Regions from separate parts of the Triticum aestivum genome. Here region 2 is linked to region 1. The links are chromatin contacts, called in public Hi-C maps. All regions are on one chromosome and are shown on one strand. The core of a region is the stretch at or near the end of the contact, and the rest is flanking DNA. Distances in the headings are between cores, read along the strand shown.

What was found. A called contact is a pair of places that touch in the nucleus more often than the background predicts.
Region 2: a Hi-C map of leaf shows a contact between it and region 1, with 5 times the contacts expected there. The contact joins the promoter of LOC123097637 here to the promoter of LOC123097633 in region 1. A contact is called at or near these places in 2 of 5 Hi-C or Micro-C datasets (both in leaf).

Annotation. Positions count from the first base shown.
Region 1 is chr4D:313,770,842-313,776,479 of IWGSC CS RefSeq v2.1, reverse strand. LOC123097633 (SNF1-related protein kinase regulatory subunit beta-1) reads left to right here and starts at 3,077. Exons shown (of 4, transcript XM_044519424.1): 1 at 3,077-3,446. The coding sequence starts at 3,207.
Region 2 is chr4D:314,262,440-314,268,077 of IWGSC CS RefSeq v2.1, reverse strand. It overlaps LOC123097637 (inactive glucose-6-phosphate 1-dehydrogenase 4, chloroplastic), which reads right to left and starts at 2,465. Exons shown (of 12, transcript XM_044519426.1): 1 at 2,163-2,465; 2 at 1,544-1,739; 3 at 998-1,263; 4 at 585-679; 5 at 372-486; 6 at 66-271. The coding sequence starts at 2,240.

The sequences.
Region 1 (5,638 bases), core at 1,828-4,327:
TCCCTTTGTCATCGGTATGTTACTTGCCCGAGATTCGATCGTTGGTATCTCAATACCTAGTTCAATCTTGTTACCGGCAAGTCTCTTTACTCGTTCCGTAATACATCATCCCACAACTAACTCATTAGTTGCATTGCTTGCAAGGCTTATAGTGATGTGTATTACCGAGAGGGCCCAGAGATACCTCTCCGACAATCGGAGTGACAAATCCTAATCTCGATCTATGCCAACTCAACAAGTACCATCGGAGACACCTGTAGAGCTCCTTTATAATCACCCAGTTACGTTGTGACGTTTGGTAGCACACAAAGTGTTCCTCCGGTATTCGGGAGTTGCATAATCTCATAGTCAATGACAACTCATGTCTATGGCTAGGAAACTTAACCATCTTTGATTCAACGAGCTAGTCAAGCATACTAGTGACACTATGTTTGTCTATGTATTCACACATGTACTAAGTTTCTGGTTAATACAATTCTAGCATGAATAATAAACATTTATCATGATATAAGAAAATATAAATAACAACTTTATTATTGCCTCTAGGGCATATTTCCTTCAATGCTAAGCTAACGGATGGGTCTTGTCCATCACATCATTCTCTAATGATGTGATCCGTTCATCAAATGACAACACATGTCTATGGTTAGGAAACATAACCATCTTTGATTAACGAGCTAGTCAAGTAGAGGCATATTAGGGACACTCTGTTTTGTCTATGTATTCACAGATGTACTAAGTTTCCGCTTAATACAATTCTAGCATGAATAATAGACATTTATCATGATATAAGGAAATATAAATAACAACTTTTTTATTGCCTCTAGGGCATATTTCCTTCATTATGAACTCAATACTCTAGATGCATGTTGGATAGCGGTCGGTGTGTGGAGTAATAGTAGTAGATGCAGGCAGGAGTCGGTCTACTTGTCTCAGACGTGATGCCTATATACATGATCATTGCCTTGAATACCGTCATAATTATGCGTTTTTCTATAAATTGCCCAACGGTAATTTGTTTACCCACCGTGTGTTTTTTTGCTCAAGAGAGAAGCCTCTAGTAAAAACTATGGCCACAGGGTCTATCTTTATCATATATTAAAATCCAAAAGTACATTGCTGCAATTTTTTTATCGTTATTTTTGTGTGTGTTTGTTTATCTATCTATCACTACAAGATTTGATCCTTGCAATTAACTGCCAAGGGATTGACAACCCCTTGTTTGCGTTGGGCGTAAGTATTAGTTATTTTGTGTGTAGGTGCTGTTCACGATGTCTTGCGTGGTTCTCTTACTGGATTAATAACATTGGTTCTTAACTGAGGAAAATACTTATCTCTGTTGTACTGCATCATCCTGTCCTCTTCAGGGAAATCTCAACGCAGCTCACAAGTAGCAGCCGCCTCCGCTGTTGCCGTCCTGATCTAGACGGGAGCGGCGCGAAGCAATTCGGAGAGCGACCGCACGTCGCCCTCGTCGAGATTGGAGCTGGAGCCGCTGCTGTCGTCTGCCATGGATCGAATTGGGAAGAGGAGACAACATATTGGGAAGGGGAAAGAACAAATTGGGAAGAGGAGAAGACGGAGAGAGTGGAGTGAACTGAGGTCTAGGGTTTATCAAAGGGGATATATGTGGGGTCGGCATGGGTCGGGCCGACGTAGCGGACGAGCCCGGGCTGCCCCATATCCGCCCCATATTTGGGTTGGATATGATGGGCGCCGGACAACTCGGACGTCTGAGGATGGTTTGAGGCGCCTGTGTGAGTCAGTATTTTGTGACCGATCAACCCGTTCGGGCGTTTGAGGTCTGAGGCCCCATAGATGCTCTTAGAGGCAGTCGGAAAGAGAATTGTAATTTATTCGTTCAGACTTGATAGTTACCAGTGAAAAAAAATAATAGTTTTTGGAGCCCTAACCCAAATTGCAGTAGTTTTATCCTATTTACTCTCTTTGCTGGTGTCGTTAGGTCTTTTCCAATGCAAAGATGCTTAGATGAGGTGCTAAGTGCATTATATAGTTTAGCAAGTCAACTCTCCAATGCATATGCGCTTAGCTTGTCTTGTCGTTGCCGCGCTTACTTTATTTAATGATTTAGCACCTAAACTCTGTCATGCATTGGTCAACTTCTTTCATTTAAGTGGATTGCCTAGGTTCAGGTGCTTGACATTGGTTCTTTCTGGGATCATAAAATGCTCTCTCTTCTCTTTAATTGCTGTGCCATGTCATTTTTTCGCTTATGTGACATGCTTAGCACTTGTCCATGACGAAGCACTGGGAAGGGCCTTAGATAATTCGACGGTGGCCGGATCCATCTGTATCAGCAATCGATTCCCGATGATTCGATTAAGGACTTTTTTTTTTGGAGGTAAGATTCGAAGAAGGAGCTGAGTAGTGTTGGTAGAGATGGATCACACGTCGATGCGGAGTAGTACCACTTTCGTGTTAAGGCATGCCGAACGCATAACTAATTAACTAAGTGTTGTTAGGTCGTCTCTCGTCCTACTTACATCAAATAAAAATGGTTCAGAATTCATCGACGCAAATCCAAGCTCTAGATGAGGCGCAACCTACATGAAACGAACGACGACAGTGTTGCCAAATTTCCTGCAGTGGCACGACAAACACTGGAATTTGGGTGATACTCGCGACGGCAACCGCCAGAAGGCCAATCCTTCACCTACCATGTTCCTCGACACGAACCCATCCCTTTCACGATTCTCAATTCTTCAACGCAAAGGATTCGCGAGACAACACGCCAATGAGATTGCAGAGACGGATGGCGGATTTCGGGTCCCGGGAGCCGTCGCCCGAAGGCTCCTCTATCCCCCTCACCCAACGCCCGTCCGAACGTGCGCGCCGTGACCAGGGCCGGGGCCCGCTCCACGTCACGTACATACTATCACCAAACACGGCCCTCCGTGCGCTACACCCTCCTGCACCGACCGGCGGCCGGGCCACGTGGGGCCGACGCGACGGTGACGGTGCAACCCACGAGCGCCGGGTGCACGGGTGCCGCCACGCTTCCCGGGCAAGGGGCAGGCAGCGGCACGCGCTTAATTACGCGACCAAACGGGCGCAGCCATTCCTCTCTCTCTCGCTCGTCTTCCTTGCCCCCTCGCGCAACAGCAGCGCCACAACGCAGTGAGTGGCACTTCCGTGATTTCGCCGCCGCGGGGGGCGGGCGGAGGAGAGAAGGAGGGAAGGAGGCCATGGGCAACGCCAGCGGCAGGGAGGAGGACGCCGCCGCGCCCGGGGAGGCCGACGCCGCCGACGTCGACGTGGAGGACGGAGGCGACGACTCCTCGGCCCGCGGCTTCCCTCCCTACGGCGGAGGCGCCAACCACGTGCGCCGTGCGTGCTCGGTGGGTGTCGTGGGGGCCAGCGCCGGGCCCGGATCGCCGCCCGGGAGCCCCGGCCGCTCCCTCTCGCCGCGGATGTTCGTGCCCCAGGTCAGATCACCAGATCCCGCACCCTCTTCTCCATTTCCTTGCTCGCTCTACTGCTACAGAGTTTGGTTCGGTTCGGATGCCTAGTTTCCCCCCCTGCTGGTGCTCGTATGTGATCTCCAGATGTGGAGGTTCCACTGATTTCGTTGGTTGGTTGGTTGGTTGGTTGGTTGGCTGGCTGGTTGGCTTAGGGTCCCAACGCGAGGAGTGGCCGCGATCTGGAAATGGCTCGGTATCCTCCAAATTCACTTTTAGCTAATGCTGCCCTTCCTGTGGATAAACTGTTTGATCCCTGCGCGAGAATAGAGCAAAGAAGCGCGAGCCTACTTGCTGCTACTTCATCTTAGTATTACTGATTGTAATGACAATGCAGGAAGACACTTTGGCAGTCCTTTGTGCGAGCTTGATTGTTTTCTCCTAAGCAGCAAACTGTTTCAGAATAAGCTATGCTACTTGGACAGTAAACAGGGAGGTTCTATTATGTGTAAACTGTTGAATGACCGTTTGATTGTACAGACTTTTTATGGGTTTTTTCTGTTTTGATTAAAAGTTAACATGAAGCAGATTCGTTAGGTCTAGAATTTTCGTTTGCCCCTTGCCCAATAGTTAGTTTAGGCACTGTAATGGTGATGTGTAAGTTAGTCATGAGAATGATGTCTCCGTGTGGGTTGTCCAAGGAATTTATAGGCTTTCTGTTAGGGCTCTGGTTCATATCGACACTGATGCTGGTTTTCAGACCATGACTTTAGGTGCTTTTAAAAATTAAACTAATACTTGATATACAGTCGTACTGTAGGTCGTGTCTAAGCATTCAAAGGAAAAATATCGGGTTAATTTGTTCAATTAGAGTGGGTGACCTGATGTATATTGTTTTCTATTATTACGGCTGAAGATTGGATTGGTATGTCGGTCACCTTCCTTCTCATTTGTTTTCTCAGTGACATACTGTCTATTACTTCTGAACCAACCCTTCTGCTACATTCCTGGGATTATGCTATTACTGTCTGCAGAATGTAGATCTCTTGTGGTGCATTGACATCAAGTATTGGATATAATGTAACTATGCGTTAGGTGTTTTTATGATTAAAATAGGATTGCACCAGGGGTCAGCTTTGAGCCCTTATCTTTTTTGCTTTGGTGATGGATGAGGTCACAAGAGATATACAGGGAGATATCCCATGCTGTATGCTCTTTGCAGATGATGTGGTGCTAGTCAATGATAGTCGGACGGGGGCCAATAGGAAGTTAGAGCTATGGAGACGAACCCTTGTAATCGAAAGGTTTTAGACTTAGTAGAACTAAAACCGAGTACATGAGGCGCGGTTTCAGTACTACTAGGAACGAGGAGGAGGAGGTTAGCCTTGATGGGCAGGTGGTGCCTCAGAAGGACCTTTCGATATTTGGGGTCGATGCCCCGGAAGGATGGGAATATCGATGAAGATGTGAACCATCGAATCAAAGCCGGATGGATGAAGTGGCGCCAAGCTTCTGGCATTCTCTGTGACATGAGAGTGCCATAAATGCTAAAAGGCAAGTTCTATAGGACGGCGATTCGACCCATAACGTTGTATGGAGCTGAGTGTTGGCCGACTAAAAGGCGTCATATTCAACAATTAGGTGTGGCGGAGATGCGCATTTTGAGATGGATGTGTGGCCACACAAGGAAGGACCGAGTCCAGAATGATGATATATGAGAGTTGGGGTAGCACCGATTGAAGAGAAGCTTGTCCAACATCATTGAGATGGTTTGGGCATATTCAGCGCAGGCCTCCAGAAGCTCCAGTGCATAACAGACGACTAAAGCGTGCCGATAATTTCAAGAGTGGTCGGGGTAGACCGAACTTGACATGGGAGGAGTCCGTAAAGAGAGATCTGAAGGACTGGAGTATCACCAAACAACTAGCCATGGACAGGGGTGCGTGGAAGCTTGCTATCCATGTGCCAGAACCATGAGTTGGTCGCGAGATCTTATGGGTTTCACCTCTAGCCTGCCCCAACTTGTTTGGGACTAAAGGCTTTGTTGTTGTTGTTGTTGATGCGTTAGGTGTTTTTCCATTCTCCTGGGCAGTAGCCTTAAGGATTGATTAAACTGAAAATAATTGAAGCAAATAAATATACGCAATTAGTAGTTGCCACAGCTGCTCCATTTATCAATTTTCTCATTGATGTCACTAGTAAAGCTGACACGTTCAAAT
Region 2 (5,638 bases), core at 1,216-3,715, 490 kb before region 1:
GGAATGAAAGGTGCAGTAAAAACTAGTGACAGGACTTGTAACTTGCATGGATACAAGATGGTCACCGGTAGATTTGCTTCTCTTCAAATCTTGACAGCAAAGACTGTGTTACCCGTTGTGAGGACAAACTAGTGAAGCCAAATGGTTTCTCAATAATTATCCTATTCCAGCCATGCTTAGTTTGGGCACTGTCAGATAATGGCAATGCCACATCAAGAAGTGCCTCTTGGGGAACAGCAAGGTAGAATATCCGGTTTGCTGCACAAATGCCCTTTGAAACGAGAAGTTGGGAATTAACATACAAAGCCCAGGTTCAATTATAGCACTTGAATTCGATCCAACAGAATTTCAGAAGTATGATGTAATCTCACCTCTATCTGTGCCATTTTCGAATTTAGTTTCGCCATCCCATCTTTGTTATCATGTCCTGCATCGACATAGTATGTCCTTTTAAGGAATTCATTCAACTTTTCTTCACAGTTTTCACTGCAGCACAACAATATTATAAATATATATCAGATGAAAACTTCCTAAATTTAATAGCATGAAGCTTGGAGTCAAGGTCTGCTACCAAAGAAACGTACTGGTGATCTACCCGACAGGTCAAATTGGCTTCAATCATGGATCTTAAATCCTCGTCTGCTAATGTCTTTCTAGAATATCCAAATATGGCAACATTCTGCAATATAAAGCATTGAAGTCGTGACATGATGAAATGATAATACAGACAGCTGACAGGCAGTCACTAGATTCAAACTCCCATAAGGACTCGAAAATCTGATTATTCTACATCATTATTCACATATACAACACCACCTCTATTGGCACTAAGCCGAACTATGTATGGGAAATATGGAACTAATCCTAAATAGAAATTGATGATTCAGCGGGTTGATCACAAATATAGGATTGAAGATCGAGGCTTGTTTGCTACAGATCGTTCTAAAAAAGAATAAAAATGAAGGCAAGCAGAAGTTATGACATGTTGTGCTCATACCTGAGGAAGAAAACCACTGTAATACAGAGCAAATAGTGCTGGGAAGACTTTACTTCTTGCCAGTTCGCCAGTAGCTCCAATGACAGCAATGCAAAGAGATGGTATACTTTCAGGTTGGTCATCAAAGTTATCAAACAGAACAACGCCTTCCTCTAGTACAGGACGATCAGCTTCAGAGTGGTTGAGTCCCAGATGCATTGAACTTTTGTCATCGATCGAGTTATCTGACATAACAGAGCTTGTATTTGCTGTTTCACCTCCAGTTTCTACATAAAAGGAAGAAATAATGTGTGTCAGTGTGTGTGAAAGCATCTGGATGCAAGCAAATAACCACGGAGAAATTTGTGATGACAGTAGTAAGATAGTATGGTGAAATCTGGGGACTAGCATATTTCACAAATAATGCAAACTGAACATAACTTTCAAAGGCATGAAGCAAACTAGTGCCATGCACATGTAAAACTGCGGGAATGATAAGCCAGGAATCCCATAATTTTGATAGATATACTTGAAGTAGCAAATAGCAAGTGGTTTCCGAATACCAACCATCAGCAAGCTGTACATTCCGACGAGTTATCCTTCCAGTCAGCGATGCAACCTTGAAGCAGTCAGGAATTTTACCAACCCCTTGAATTTCCAGCTTTCTCTGAACTTGCGATCCATGCCTCCTCAGGGCCTTGTGGAGCTTCATCTTGGCAGCAATCCAACATTGCGTTCTAAGAGTGACAGCAGGTCCTGCAACCTACGCGCAGAAGCATCAAACAGCAGTTGATCAGCACTTGAATGTGTCCATGTCTACTAGTACATCTGACAGTAACTAAACCAGATGCAGAACAAATAGAACGCAAGCATCATCTGTAGGCAATATGGGCCTCAGCATTCCGTCAGCCTCAGGCGCCAGAACGAGCCACAAGAATCACGTGCTCACACACGCATTTCATCGAATATCCTGATAGGAGACAGGAGCACTTGCCCTTCCATCCACCCCTCTTGGCCCGTAGGAATGACGCATGACGCATCCATCGTCACAGAATCCAGCATAGCACCATAACCATAGCAACTTGGTAAAGGCATTTTATCAAGCAGGTCAAGCGCGCCACAAGGGTGGAAGGAGGCCGAAAGGCACGACGGCCACCAACCACAGGAGCTCGGCTGGAGTACTCACCGGGCTGAAGCGCGCAGCCCCCAACGAAGGCGGCGCTGGAGCTGCTGAAGCCGTCACGGCGAGGACCGTGGTAGCCATGCTCGGCGTTGGCGCTTCTTTCTCGGTCCGCCGTATCCCGCCCCGCTTCTTTTTAGTCTCACGGCGGTGGCCGGTGCCAGGATCGTGTCACTGTCAGGCCCCGGCTGATCTGATAGTGATAGACAGCCACGCGACAGTAGCTAGCTGTACGTGTCGTCGGTCTCAGTTATCACGAGGGAGTGGATAGCGACGCTCTGTAGCCGCCCCCGTTGGGATGGACATTTCGCAGTACAGCCAAAAAAGCCCTAGGAAAGTGACAAAGTACTCCTTGCTTTGCGAAATACGTACAGAGCAGCAAGTCTAAAAATAACGTTGCTCATGTGTAAATGCCGGTTGCTGATTGGGCTTTGCCCCAAGCGAGAATTAATCCTGCTCCTAAGCATTGGCCACCTCCTACTACAGACTCCGTTGCTCTATCAGTTGATGGATCTTTTTCAGTTGATTATGGCGCCGCAGCCGTAGGGTTGATTCTCCAGCGACATGATGGATCAGTTATTTTTGCAGCATACTGATATATTTTCAATTGCAATGATGCATTGGAAGTGGAGATACATGCGCTTATGCAAGGGATGGCATTTGCTATACAACACTCCAATTTTTCGGTGATTGTTTAATCTGATTCTAGTGTGGCGTTATCGAGTTTGACAGGAGATGGATTGATTCGTTCTGCCTATGGACATCTCGTAGCTGAAATTAAGGCATTGATGAGGGATGGGGGGTTTATTCCCCAGAAATTAAATAAGGATCAAAATAGAGTCGCTGACCGCTTAGCAAATTATAGTCGCGTAGAGTGTACCGCGGCTGTGTGGATGCATCTCCTTTTTCATCGCAAAAAAAGGACGCGTGCTCCTGGGAGCTAAACTTTTTCGCTATCAGCTACCGCTTTGCCGTTTCGAAGCATGGGATGCAGTTTCACTATCCAAGTTCTTGGTTATGACAAACACAAATTGGTACTACTGAATTTGTATGAGAAATATTATTGTCATCGTCGCTATTGTTATTGTTTTTCTTTAAACAAAGGCGTGAGCTTTGCCTCGTCTATTAATTAAGAAGTTTATTGTTACAAAGATACCCTACAACCAAAAGTGTTACTCTCTTAATATTATTTTTTCTAACTTTTTAGCACCCGCTTTGGCCCAAAGCACGGCCTCCTCTTTAATTAAGCTTAGAAGGATTGGATGTGGAACGATCTTGTGACAGAAGACATGGGCATTTCTCTTGTTTGAGAGAGAGACCATGACTTTCCTATGAGGGGTGTTGGCATATGATAAATTGATCCACCAATTTTTAACGTAATTTTTGGAGTGCCACAAGATGGTATCAATGTTTTCGAGGTGTATCCAATCATTGACAAAATTCCAAATGTAAATTGGGAAGCGGTTGTTGTGCAAAAGTAGTATACAAAAATTACACTCATAACTCAGGTTTGGAGCCCGCAAAAACAAACTCAGATTTGCAAACTATGCCCATGCAGAGAGAGTAGACTGTTAGTTGACGCAACATCTAACGATGTGTCTGTATAATGAGCTATGCTCCTGCGTGAGCTTGTGGACTTATTTATGGGCATGTAGCTTTGGTTTTTCTTCATGAACCTATTTATGGGCCTCTGATTTGTAGTTTCTCAAAACACGGGAATATGAAGGGAAAAAATCAAAATCCTTCAAAAATCATGTGAACTTTTTTCAATCAATGAGGATGTTTTGCTGATATTCAACTGAGCTGCGGAGAGACTCCTGAGTTTCTAAAAAAAGATGAGTTGAGACTTGGGAGGTCAAAAAAGTTGTAACTATTTAAATCCTATATAGAACTAGAAAAGCACGTGAAGTCATAATTGTGGGGCCCTCTTTGTTCGCAGGGTTCTCAAAATACAGGAATAGAAAAAGCATATGATTAAAATGTCATGTTCTCTTAAATGCTATAGGACTAGAAAACCACATCAATTTGAACAATATGTGTATGATGCCACAGAAAAACAAAAGTTATACAAAGAGATTTGAGTGGATAGATATTTTCGTTCAAACTATGTGCAAATCAATCCTTAGGAATTTTTCCTATCCCAAGTTTAAATCCTCCACAAATCCTATGAAATTCCTTCGAATCGTAGGTTAAATGATTTATACGCTAATACGTTATAGTACATCAATGAGTAACAAATCGAACGACATCATCGAAGTAAAGACTAGGACCCTGGGAGAAAGTCGAACCACATCAACCAATATCCTCCTAGGGTCCTAGTCTTTTACGACGACTTTCTTAAGCTTCCGATGCAAAGAAGATTGATAGACCACTCAACACAAGAGTTGTTATATTCATGGAACATGATTTGACAAAGGCTATGAATATGAAACTGGTTTCGTGTCTTTTCGAGCAACTGTTTGATTTGAAAATCAATTTCAACAAGAGTGAACTGTTATGTTTTGGGCGCGCCAAGGAAGAAAAGAAAATTTATAGACAGTTGTTTGGCTGTGAGTTGGGTATCTTCCATTTAGGTACATGGGAATCTCAATTCATCACCGAAAACTAACCAACAAAGAAGGGAAGTACATAGAGGATCAATTTGATAAGAAACTAAGTTGTTGGAAGGGCAAGCTTATGTCTTATGGGGCCGGCTAATTGATAAATTCCGTGCTTAGAAGTATGCCAACGTTCCTATTGTCCTTCTTTAAGTACATGTCGCCGATGTCGGGTATGGAAAAGGTTGGATTTTTATCGATCACGTTTTTTCTAGCAAAGCGATGAGAATAAATTCAAGTACATGTTGGCCAAGTGAGATATAATTTGTAGGCCGAAGGACCAAGGGGGTTTAGAGATTGAAAACCTTGAAGTAAAGAACAGATGCCTGCTTAGTAAATGGTTATACAGGCTTTCTACAGAAGACGAGTGTGTGTGGATACAAATTATTGTGTAACAAGTATTTGCAATCCAAGATCCTCGCACAAATAACGGTACAACCAGATGATTCACCTTTTTGGAAGTGGCTGATGCGAACAAAGGTTGGCTTTTTTAATAGGGCCAAATTAATTGTAGGGAACGGTAATACCATTAGGTTTTGGGAAGATACATGGCTAGGGGAGATGTCACTGTCCATACAATATCCAACCCTCTACAATATTATACAATGTAAAGAGGCTTTTGTAAGTGCAATTCTAGGATCAGTTCCTTTTAACATTTAGTTCAGGAGATCCCCAGTGGGGAAGCGATGGAATAGATGGATACATCTCGTGCACAGGTTGATGATGTCAACCTTTCCGATGAGCCAAATACACTACATCGGAAACTTTAGGTGTCAGGGGTATTCTCAGTGAAATCAATGTATATAGATTTGATAAACTCTGGTCCAATCCCAAAGTCACTTCACACTTGGAAAATTAAGATGCCTTTAAAGATAAAGATAAAAG